Regions from separate parts of the Gossypium hirsutum genome. Here regions 1, 3 and 4 are each linked to region 2. Evidence: chromatin contacts called from public Hi-C data. All regions are on one chromosome and are shown on one strand. The core of a region is the stretch at or near the end of the contact, and the rest is flanking DNA. Distances in the headings are between cores, read along the strand shown. Region 1 holds the start of LOC121220737 (pentatricopeptide repeat-containing protein At2g13600). Region 2 holds the start of LOC121220718. Region 3 holds the start of LOC107909560 (zinc finger protein GIS3). Region 4 holds the start of LOC107948241.

Evidence for each region. A called contact is a pair of places that touch in the nucleus more often than the background predicts.
Region 1: a contact with region 2 is called in a Hi-C map of leaf, with 3 times the contacts expected there. The contact joins the promoter of LOC121220737 here to the promoter of LOC121220718 in region 2. A contact is called at or near these places in 4 of 34 Hi-C or Micro-C datasets (hypocotyl and leaf).
Region 3: a Hi-C map of leaf shows a contact between it and region 2, with 2.8 times the contacts expected there. The contact joins the promoter of LOC107909560 here to the promoter of LOC121220718 in region 2. A contact is called at or near these places in 13 of 34 Hi-C or Micro-C datasets (anther, callus, cotyledon and 2 more).
Region 4: a Hi-C map of leaf shows a contact between it and region 2, with 1.9 times the contacts expected there. The contact joins the promoter of LOC107948241 here to the promoter of LOC121220718 in region 2. A contact is called at or near these places in 2 of 34 Hi-C or Micro-C datasets (both in leaf).

What each region holds. Positions count from the first base shown.
Region 1 is chrA03:103,331,832-103,334,908 of Gossypium_hirsutum_v2.1, reverse strand. LOC121220737 (pentatricopeptide repeat-containing protein At2g13600) reads right to left here and starts at 1,362. Exons shown (of 1, transcript XM_041100175.1): 1 at 1-1,362. The coding sequence starts at 999.
Region 2 is chrA03:102,990,912-102,993,792 of Gossypium_hirsutum_v2.1, reverse strand. It overlaps LOC121220718, which reads right to left and starts at 1,466. Exons shown (of 2, transcript XM_041100140.1): 1 at 913-1,466. The coding sequence starts at 1,454.
Region 3 is chrA03:103,299,953-103,302,773 of Gossypium_hirsutum_v2.1, reverse strand. It overlaps LOC107909560 (zinc finger protein GIS3), which reads right to left and starts at 1,534. Exons shown (of 1, transcript XM_016837143.2): 1 at 458-1,534. The coding sequence starts at 1,419. The coding sequence ends at 694.
Region 4 is chrA03:103,432,159-103,435,195 of Gossypium_hirsutum_v2.1, reverse strand. It overlaps LOC107948241, which reads left to right and starts at 1,435. Exons shown (of 2, transcript XM_016882719.2): 1 at 1,435-2,183; 2 at 2,822-3,037. The coding sequence starts at 1,700. The coding sequence ends at 2,170.

The DNA of each region.
Region 1 (3,077 bases), core at 113-2,612, 340 kb before region 2:
GGCTACCTTCGCATACCCACTTACCATTGAGGTTTCAGACACTACATTCCTAACTGGCATTCTATCAAAAATACATCTAGCTTCATTGATTTTATTGCATTTTGCATACATATCAACCAATGCATTTCCCAGGACAAGATCATCCCTCAACTTATTGCACTTCACAACACGAGCATGAATCTGCTTGCCTTCCTTGATTGCCGACAAGCTAGCGCAAGCACTAACCACACTGGCATATGTGAGTTCATCTGGTTCAATTCCACAATCCATCATCCTCAAGAAAACCTGAAGAGCTGCACTAGCTGGACCATTTTGCTCATAACAAGTGATCAAACTATTCCAAGAGACTCTATTCCTCTCACTCATATCATCGAAAGCTCTCTGGCCGCAGCTGACACTCCCACATTTTCCATACATATCAACAAGAGCCGAGCCCATATAAACATTGGAAAAGAACCTAGTTTTTGCGATTAAAGCATGGATTTGAGCACCGATTTTAATGTTTTTCAACCCAGAACAAGCGCTAAGAGCACTACCAAACGAGTATTCGTTAAGCACAAAGTCCTCTCTATGCATCCTAACAAAATAGTGAAGAGCCTCTCCGAACCTATCTTGCTGAGCTAACCCTGAAATGATTGAATTCCAAGAGCACTGATCATGCTCAGGCATGGAATCAAAAAACCCTGCTGCCTCATCAACGTAACCCAATTTCGTCAATACAGATATGACCGAGTTCCAAGAAAAAATATTTCTTTGAGGCATTCTGTTAAACACCTTCCCGGCATCCTCCAAGGAGCCACATCTGCCGTAGGCATCGATTAGCCTGTTCAGGATAAAAGTCTCAGAGGCAAAATTAGATTTGATAATCCGAACATGTAACCGACGTATATCAAGGAGAGACTTGGATTGGATGTAGGAACCCAAAAGCTTAGCAAAAGGAGAAGAGTCGGGCAGTGAAAGATCACCCACAATTTGTTTTTGCAATCTAAGTTTTGCCATTCCATTATCCTGGAAGAAACAAAGTTGGTGGGCATTGCTCTTTTGCTACGGTTTTTGCATCTCCCTTAGCATTTGGCTGCAAACTGAGATGCTTCTAACTTAGTAATGGGAGGAAAATAGAAGTGATGCCAACAGTTTTTTTTTTTTTTTCAAAATCTCTAGTTATGGAAAAGATTTCAATGACATTAACGAGTCAACTCTCCGACAACGAGACGTGAAGTAAGTGGAAAGCCGGATTCTAATACCTGAGCAGCAGTGACCTTTGAAATGTGATTAAACAGTGTAAGTTTCTTTTTTGGGTAGAAATTCTACCTGTTGTTGGGCTTCAGAGCTCACAAAACATGCCAAGCTCGTAATCCCGTTCCTACCCATCTTAACCAGAGGGGTTTAGGGGTTTAGTCGGGTTTTAACTGGGCTCCAATTAAGTTTAACTAAAAATTTAAATTCATGTCCGACCAGAAAAGTAGGCTTGAAATTTTGCTTAAACTCACCCGAATAAAAAGGCTAAAATTTGAGTTCAGTTCGACTCACCCGTATTAATTTTTTATATAATTTTTAAATATATATAATATATCAAAATACTAAAAAAATCAAAATAAATATTTTCCAAAAAATTGAAAATAAATTTTAAAAAATATGTATATTTAAATAACATTAAGATAAATGCAACTTAACAAGCAAATACATCTAAAATAATAACAAAATTAACAATAAAACAAGTTTTATACAATATCCAAACAACAACAAAATAGTAGCAACATAATAGTAAATGGTAGCAAAATAGGGAGAAAACAACAAAAAAAATTAAAAAAACAAAAAAAAAATATTTTTTTATCCTTTAGTGAATTTAGGTCGGATTGGGCTTGGCGGAACAAAAAACACCTTACTCGAGGCTCAACCCATTTTTTTAAGCCAGTTTTATTTTTTTGTCCAAGTCCATTTTTCAGGCCTATATTTTTACCCAAACACTTTCACATTTCGGGCGGGTTACTTAGCCTGACCCATTAAAAGGTCTAATCTTAACTTGAAACCATCTGAATTTAATAAATTTTGAACCCGTAATAGATCCGAGCTCAAGATAAATTCAATTCAAAGCTTGAAAAAGTCTGATTTTATAAACCAACAACCATAATAAACATTAATAATGAATATAATTTTATGATATTATTTAAAATATAAATAAATGAATTTTTTTAAATGTATTTATAAACATTGCATATTTAATATCGAAATATGATTAACGGGAAAAATTAATTAATAATAATTTTTATGTTAAATTATAAAGTAGAATAATTTTTTATTAATTTAACATAAAATATTTTTAATATTATAATTATACATGTATAATAAATATATAAAATTAATAATTATTAAAATCTATAAAATTAAACATTAATGATAATATAATAATATATTATATAACTATTACTGAAACCGATTACTTAACCTTAAACCGATATATTAAATTAGTATATTTGTAACAGCTCAATTTTCAGTGGTATTGGAAGCAGTGGTTTGAGACCACTAAAATCCGATAAGTGAGCTCGTAAATATTACTATTTAGTGTTTATGAGTTAATTGTGAATTTAGGAAAGTTAAGAATTAGTGATTTGTGCTTTAGAAATAATTGGTTTCAAAAATGAGGAATTGAGACCTCGATTTTATAAATCGAGCCGTAAATGTTTTTATAAATATTTACGGAGTGTTATTGAGATAGTGTTAAAGTTTCGTTAGCAAATTTTAACGTTTAGATAATTAATTAATTAAAAATAATTAAATTGAAAAGGTGTAAAATTTGTTAATCAAAGAAATGGTGACTAGATAACCCAAATAATAAATAAGAAGGATTTAAAGAGCAATTGGGTCTAATTTATAAAGGCTGGACGGTAGGGATATAGAAATTAGAAAGGAAATAGTGTGAACAAGGGGTAAAATTGGAAATTTTATAAAATTAAGCAAAAAATTTGAATTTTCATGATAATTCTAGACACTTTTCTTCTAAAACTTCATCAAAACACCATAGAAGAGTTCTTCTAAGCTGATTTTTCATATTTTTGCACCATGTAAGTTCAATTCTT
Region 2 (2,881 bases), core at 217-2,716:
ACCTAATATGACCATACACAATTTTATTCCAAACCGAAATATTAGCAGAAAAACTAATGAGGGCCTTGAACATGCTACCATTAAAATTCCATTTTTTTAAATAAAATCAGAAAAGTATTTGTGTCCGGTCCAACTTGCCAGAAATCAAAACGTACGTCCTGCGAAGTTCGAAGGCTACGGTTTAAGCAAGAAAAAAATGGGATGATGATTTGACTTGATTCTGGGAAGATGGGAGACCATACAATTAAGGAAAAGCTTTGATCCACTCATCATTACCAATGGCTTGATCAAGCCTTTCAAAGACCCTACCTCTTTGCCAAGTAAATGTAGGGCCCTTGAAGCCAAAATCCTGCAAAGCCAAAGAGTCCACAGAATCTCCAAAAAGAGAACAATGTTTACCATTCAAGCGACCTCCAACCTTATCACTTCCAGAAAGAATGGCATTGAAATCCCCTATAGCCATCCAAGGGACCGGCCCAGTAGGGAACCTCTTACGATCTTTTCCAAAGGAATTTTTGTTTCATTCTGTTCAAGTTTCCATAAACAAAAGTAATAAAGACACCTTCAGATAGACTGTTACTGAGAGCACGAGTCAAAATAAATTGAGTATTATTCTTAACAACCTCAAATTTTATATAATCTTTCCAACCAATCCATATAACCCGAGAAAACCCCACTGCTTCTACACGATGAGAATTTTGAAGGCCTAATTTAGCAATAACAGCGTCAGCTTTAAAACCACTAATTCTGAGTTCTAATAAACTCATAATGTTAGGCTTGTATTCCAAGTTATACTCTTTAAAAACACGAGAAAAATTAATCCCTACACATCTTTGGCAATTCCATGACATAATAGTAATATTTAAATCCATTAGCAAAAATATTGGAAAATAAATAAAAAAGAAAACTTACTACTTGTCCTGTTCCATCGTAACCGAGACTTCCAAAAGAACCCTCGGCTGCTCCTTACCAGTCTCAGATACTAGCTGTGCCGATATTAAGTCAACCATAGAGTTGACCGACTTAGTTAAGGGAACCTGCGAAGAGCTGGACACTTTAAAATTCCTCCCTGGATCGCGAAAGATTTTATTTAATTTCTTCCCACGTCGACTATCATCCACTTTTCTTCCACTGTTACCACCAACTGGAAACGAAGAAGGTCTCCCCACAGAAACGGCATCGTTCCCATAATTTGATTTGGTTGTGTTATGAGAGCCATTTCCTTTAAAAGTTACAACACTATGGCTCCCTGTATCAAGCAACCCTTCTTTGACTCCCACTTGCAATTCAATTGTACCTTCAAAAGTGGGATTAAAGTGAGATGAGCTTGCATTAGGAATAACAGAATTAAAAAAAAAATCATTAAAATTATCAGTGGTTGTCGTTGGGGGTTTTTCTCCATTGGACAAAGTCTGAATCGGTGGATTTTGGGAAAGCAACAAACGATCCTCCATTGGAAATTTCGGATTCTCCAAGCCCACATTTTTTATGCTGTCCATATGGTCCCCAAGGATCTTAATCGAGCCTGGAGTAGAAGTAATCTTCGACCCAATCGACTGCATGGGTATTTTTACTTGGGCCTCAGATAGCAAACCATGCCCATCACAATTAAGAGAATGACCATTAAAATGGCCTTTAGACGACCCAAGCCCCAAGTTGGCTAAAGTCTTGATAGAAAAGGAGTGGGCCATTTCCCATTTAGAGGCCTGCAAAGCAGCCCCTCTTATTATTATCCAGCATTTCCATTTCATGTCCATTTGTTTCCTTTAAAATCCCTTCAAAACCACAACCCTTCTGATTTGCATAATTCAGAATAATGTAACGAGATTCGAAGAAATTATTTCCCTTGATTTCAGCCCCAAATCCCCTATTTCCCCTAGGATTCCGCCTTGATTTTTTCTCAACAAGAATCCAAGGGCCAAAGTTCGCCGATTCAGTCTCACCGCCGACCGTCTCTAACACTATAGCATTATTCCCATTTCCAGTTGCAACAATCTGTTCACCCTCTTTCACCGTATCAGTTTTAGTAGGAGGACACAAAGTCTTTTCCATGGTCGTATCTACCGTAGGCAAAGCAAACAATCGACAGAGATTCGTATTGAATCCTTTGAGGAACACCATTTATTAGAATTTGGGAATCCAGGGGTTTGTCAAGATTAATGAAAACCGACATGCGAGCAAATTTGCCTCTGGCCCTACTGTCTGTGTTGAAGTCCAACATAACAACCTTTCCTATCAGTTCTCCAATCTCCTAGAGGATTTTTCAATTGTACAAATGACCCGACAGACTAGGAAGCCGAATCCAAGATTTGACCAAACTCGGGTAAGGTCTTGCAGGATCAAAATCCTTGAACCAGGATTGAACTGTTAAGTACTGTCCAAAAACAATCCATGGCCCTTGAGATAAAACTTTATCATAATCTTCTTTGCTATGAAATTTAACCAGAAAATAACCGTTTTCTATATCCATTAGGTGAAAAGACATCGAGGGTCTCCATAAGTTTGAAATCTTGTCTTGCAGTGAAAGAAAGCCGATATTCCGGTCAAGCAGTTTTATCACAACCGTCATAGCCATATCATTAATAAGTATTTGATTGATCCTTTCAGAAAAAAAACAATAGAAGGAATTTCATTAACGGACGATTTTTTTATGTCTCCTTCAGCAAATTCCAGAGAAGATTCCATCCTCATCTTTATTTCTGATGTTCCAGTCAACTCCCCCAAGGTAGAGGGTCCTCCTAACAGCTTGTCTTTTCAGGACAATACCGGTGCAGAGACCGGTTCCTCTACAATCGACGACTCCGGATCTAAACCCTCGTCCTTAAGACACACCTTTTTGGTAGACCTATCCTCGGCCTGGCCATCCTTGTCACCTTCACCA
Region 3 (2,821 bases), core at 285-2,784, 310 kb before region 2:
ATAATAAAGGTCATATTGTATAACAACAACTGAGCTGGATTGGATGGTGATTATGTCTCCAATTTAAGTCCCCATTTTCCCCCACCTCACCAAGTTAGCAGACGCAGATTCTCTGTAAATAGCGTAAAATTAACACATAAGCTTCCTTGCGGGGAGCTGGAAGAGACAAATTGTGGTGTTACCTTTCGACATTACTCATCAATGACCAACCAACCAGTGAAGCTGTAGGGTGCGTTTCATTTGATAAACCACATTAATTGCATATATATTGTAAGGTACGGACACAAAATTTGTCTAATGTCAAATGTGCCTCACTGTTTCCATCCTTTTTAATTATTTAGGCTCCTATTTTTGGATGCTAGAATTTCAGCTTTTAATTTATTTAGCTACATAGAATAATAGTAGGGAAGAAGCTATTAACTCATATGCATGAAAGTTTTGGTTCTAAATTTAGATGTTTAAGATAATTCATATTGGTGAGGAAAATTGAGTTACATACATGAAGTTTTTATTCTAAATTTAGATCTTAATATACAAAATTAAAATTGGTGAGGAAAGTTAAGTGATTATATAACTTTAAAAAAGGGGAAAAAAAGTTTTGTGCAAGTGAAACAAATAATTTCCCTGATAAAAATAAATAAAAAAATAAAATTGTTTGAAAATGTACAAAGATCCCAAACACTAAAGACCGAGTCAAGGCCTGGCTGGAGCAAGACTAAGGTGCAAATCTAAGCCCAATGCATCATCAAAACTGGGGCCACCATCTCCCTTTGAAAACCTACGCAACGAGGGTCCATCAACACCCCGTCCATGGTGGCCCCCACCTTGCATCACTTGGGGGCCAACGCTTACGCCCAGATCCCCCAAACCACCACCACCACCACCACCACCATAAGGTACCCCCGCTGGCCCCCTCCCCACTCCACCACCTCCTCCTCCACCACCAGCGCTTGGAATCACACAGCCATGTGAGACGTGGAAAGGAGGTGGCCCTCCTCGTGGCAAGTAAACCCAAGACGGTCCCGCCGCAGCTGGCACCACGACGGGTGTAGCCGACGCTAAGAGATGCGGTGGAGGAGCAAAAGCAGAGATGATAGGGTTCCTAGCAAACGAAACCGCGGCGCTTCGAGTGGCTTGAAGTTGAGCACGCTTGAGCTGTTGCCTTTCCTTCTTATGAGCGTTCTGGTGACCTCCTAAAGCTTGAGAGTTGGCAAACTCACGGCAACAATACTGACACTCGTATTTGCGGTCACCAGGAGCAGGGAAGCCACCTGGCTCTGAAGACCCTGATGATGGATCTTTGGTGGTTCTGGATTCCAAAACATCATCATCTTCCGAGACGTTGAAGCCGAAGAGCTTTAGACGTGCAGTAGTGGCGCTGTTGGTTTTGGTATTAGCTTGGTATTCTAACTCTGCCATGTTAACTAGAGAAAAATAGAAAGAGAAATGAAGAAGAATAGTTTAGTTGTTCAATGTAATGTAATGTAAGGGGAAGAGTTGCATGTGTGGGGGTATATATACATGATAAAAAAAAAAGGATTTGTAGAACATGAACAGTACAACTTAGGATGAAAGAGAAAGATTTCGGATATCCCAAGGGGGAAAAAGAAAAGAGAGTATTAGGGAACACGACAAGACCCGAGAACACTTGACTTGGGACCCTCACCCAAGCCTTGTCTTCGCTTAGTGTACCTATTTCTCTAATTTGATACTGTTACTTCATCAATGCATTGCGTTGCATTTATTTTCTTTTTGGGGTTTTTTAAAGCTTGTTTATATTTATACATACAAGAATAAAAATGATTGAATTGGTCCATGTTTATTTATTTATTTTAAATAAGGAGCATCATTTGAGAGAAAATGGGTATCCAAAAAGCAATTGTGGGAGGTTCTTAATATAATGGGAACTTTTGTAGAGAACGTGAAGCAATTAGGTTAGAAAACAGATAGGAGGTAAGGGGGAGTGATCTGGACCACTATGCTGTAGATGGAAAAGGTTTGAATGGCCAATGAGAAGCTAAAAAAGTTGTTTTCATACATTGGTTGGGTTAATGACAGATTTCTAAATAATGTTCTTACACGACACGTACAATTCCAAGGAGCCGGTGAGGGTAATCTGAAGTGAAGTGAGGTCTATGTAGACTCTATAGGTAGCTAGATCCCTGTTCATGGTGGGCATCAACAGGGTATGGTTTTTAATTAACTAAATTTACTAACAAACAAAATGAGTGTACTAATAAAAAGATTCCATTCGAGATGATGACACATGTTGGAAAACTGGGGACCTTTTTTTGGTAATCACCATGAATTTATTCTTTCTTTCTTTCTTTATTTATCAAGTAGATTAATTAATTAAGAAAACAGTAATGTTAGTGGAACTGTCTCCAATGAAACGCCGTGATGCCCATCTCTTAAGTCTTTAATTCCCTGGCAAATCTCTCTGCTACCAAAAATGCCTTCTCTTTCTCTCTCTCTCTCTCTCTCTCTCTCTCTCTCCCGCGCTTCACTTCAGCTCAATCTCAGGAGCCGACACCGCCACCCACCACCACTCTCGCCCCTCATTTCTCTCTAAAAAGTCAAACTAAATCTAACATGTAAATCCATGCATGCATATATATATAGCACCACTTAGCTGTGTTTCCCAAAATTACCCCACACACACAGAAAGGAAAAAAAAGGTGGGGAAAAAAACCTTGAATTTCAAGTTTTAAACGTATGGTAATGGCGATATATCGATAATCTAACTATTCATGGATGACATAGATATAGAACTTCTCTTCCACACAACCCCAAACTTTTAAAAGTGTCAATACACTCATGC
Region 4 (3,037 bases), core at 186-2,685, 440 kb before region 2:
ATATATTAATAAAAATAAAATGTAGTGATTTGTGTTGAAGCGATACTAAATTTCACAATAGCATAGGTGTTCAAGCATGAAGAACATAGAAATTAGATTCAAATATGCTATAGCTCATTATACTTTTTGAAAATTAAGAATTCAATCCCTGTACTGAAATTTAATCTCTATTTTTTAAATTTCAAAATTCAGATCTAATTGTTAATGTTGTTTAAATTTTTTATTAAATTTATTGTTATGATATTTTTGAAATAAAAAAAATACTTACTTAATAGTCATGTGATTAAAAAATAATAATTTTGTAATCAACTTAAATTTAACAAAAAAAATAACCGTTTTAATATTTAACTTAAATTTTAAAATTTGAAAAGTAAAAAAAAAGTTACACTAGATTTATAATTTTCAAAAAATATAATGTATGATTTTAAGGTAGAAATTAAGAAAATGTAAGTAGGAGTGGACGGTGTTGTTTTTGGTGCCTCGAAGGGGTGACACGTGATTCTATTCTTTCTAGAAAGGAGATGTGCGGTGGAAAAGGAGATGAAATGCCCGATTCACGTGCCTCTCATTTTATGACAATAGAGTTTCATGCTTTGGTTAGGGAAGAGATTGAATCACTATTTCCTAATATTATAAAATATGTTTTTTTAATTACAATGACAGGGTTATGTAAAACCTAAATAACAATTATAATTAACACTGACTTAAATGTAGGTCACATTTAGAATAATAAAAACTCTTCGTATGTCATGTAAATAATTTAAAAATTATAAAAATTCATAAAAAAAAGGGTCATTTTAGCCATCCATTTAATTTTTCGTCTCTTTTAATCCTTAAATTTGTATTGTTTATTAAATCACTCCAAAATAGATGGAAAAGTTAACATCTGTTAACTTTGCTAACATGACATTTACATGTATGCCACATTAGCAATTAATTTTTAAAATTTTAAAATATTAAAAAATAATTAATTGCTGACATGGCGGCATCCACATGGCAGTTCATGTGCATGTCATGTTAATAAAGTTAATAAACATTATATTTTGCTATTCATTTTTGCGATGATTTGACAAATACAAGGTTAATGGCTAAAAGAGTCGAATAATTTTAATAGAGAGCTAAAATGATTACTTTTATAGTATCCTTATAATTTTAATTTAATATAAATATTAATACTTAAATTGAATTGAATCACAATTTAAGATGAAATTAGCATTTCATTTAGAAAAAAAAAATTGTATGTTTTAAATGTAGAAAAAAATATGAGATCTGGATTCATTATACTAAAATGTTTCATTTCAAGTAGATATTATATTAATTAATATAAATTTGTTAAATAAATATATAAAAAATGATAAATGGTTTCCAGTCATCATCGAAAGACCAAAGTGGGTATAAATTTAGAATTTTCTTGGAAAATGCAGCCTCTGGGCTGGCTCTTGGGTCCTACCTTTTCACCTCTTCCAAGAGAAAAGAAAATTCTATTCAAAGACTTCCCTTTTGAAAATTAATAAAGAAAAAGCATGCAAAAGTCTCCAACATAGATTCCTTTCTTTTGCTTTCAAGCAACCAATACCCCCCCCCCCAAAATCTCAATCCATCCTTCTGCTGCCAAAGTTTCAAATTCCAAACCCTCCCAATCACTTCACTTAAAATTTCCCCATATAACCCTTCAACACAGACCCAACCTGAAACCAATATGACGACGCTGCAGAAATTCAAGCTATTGGCGACACAATGCGGCGTCACCCAAAGCCCAACACGAAGTCCAAGGACGAGCCCCCTCCTCAACTTCCGCCGCCCTAAAACCACACTCCGAACGCTTCTTACCAGAAGCGGTAGTCGCAAATCGTCAAGTTGCCGGGAAATGGTGTATCCACAGAGTTTCTTCGGCATTTCAGGTGAGAAAAAGAAGGGCGACAAGGATTTAAGTGGTCGCACTTTGAAGGATTTATTCGTATCATCAGGAGGAGGATACGAGGAGGACCAAGGAAAAGTGGTGAAGGAGGAATTTGGCGGGAAGGGCGACGTTCAAGTGGCGACGAAACTTGGCGGTGTGAATGGGTTGGGAGGTGAAGCGGGATCGGCACGGGCAGGGTGGATTGGGTTTAGGCATAGGATGGTGTTGAGGAAGGCTTGGCGTCCCATGCTTCAGACCATCCCTGAGTAATCATATTATTTGGGTGAGGCGTTTAAATCTCTTCTTAAACGCATTTCTTTCTTAAAACCAAAATTTTGCTTCTTCTTCTTCTCTCGCTCTCTCTCTCTCTCTCTCCCCCCCTTGTATCCAAATGCTGGGCTTCAGATTGATATATTGTTAAAAGATGACACGTGTTCTATTTAATATGTGATAATATTTAAACTTTTTTTATTTTGATTTTTATGGATTTCTAATAATTTATCAAACGTTAACTATTATTCATAAATTAAATTATTTTCTTATTTTAAATGTTTTTTCATAAATTAAATTATTTAGATATTAAATGTTTTTTCTTATTTTAATTTATCAACATTCAAATCTTTGTCAAACCTAAATTTTCAACCTTCACATACGTTGATTTTTCAATTCAACCAAACTCTCTATAATTACAACAAATATACAATAATTATTTATTTTAATTATTTGTTTCATAATTATCTCTTTAAAATTTTAAAATATTTTTCACTATCATAAAATTAAAATTAATTACGTAAATCGAGATTTTTTGTTCAAACCTTATTATTTGTCAGATTCATCAAATTAGACTTGGGATCATTCAACGTCTCAGACTTTCCTTCTCCATACCCATAAATCATATCCATGGATTTTGATATATTGTAGGAATAAAAGAATGCAGATGGGATTGGGAATCTGAAAAGAAGGAAATAAAATTGGGAGCAATATTGTCGCCGGAATTCATGAGTTTGATATGGGTAAAATTCCCTGTTAAGTATTTCTATTACAAAGATTAGATCAATTTAATCCTTATACATGAATTTACAAATCTAAAAAAAAAAAAGAAAAAGAAAAAGAACTATAAAAACTTTTAAAATATTA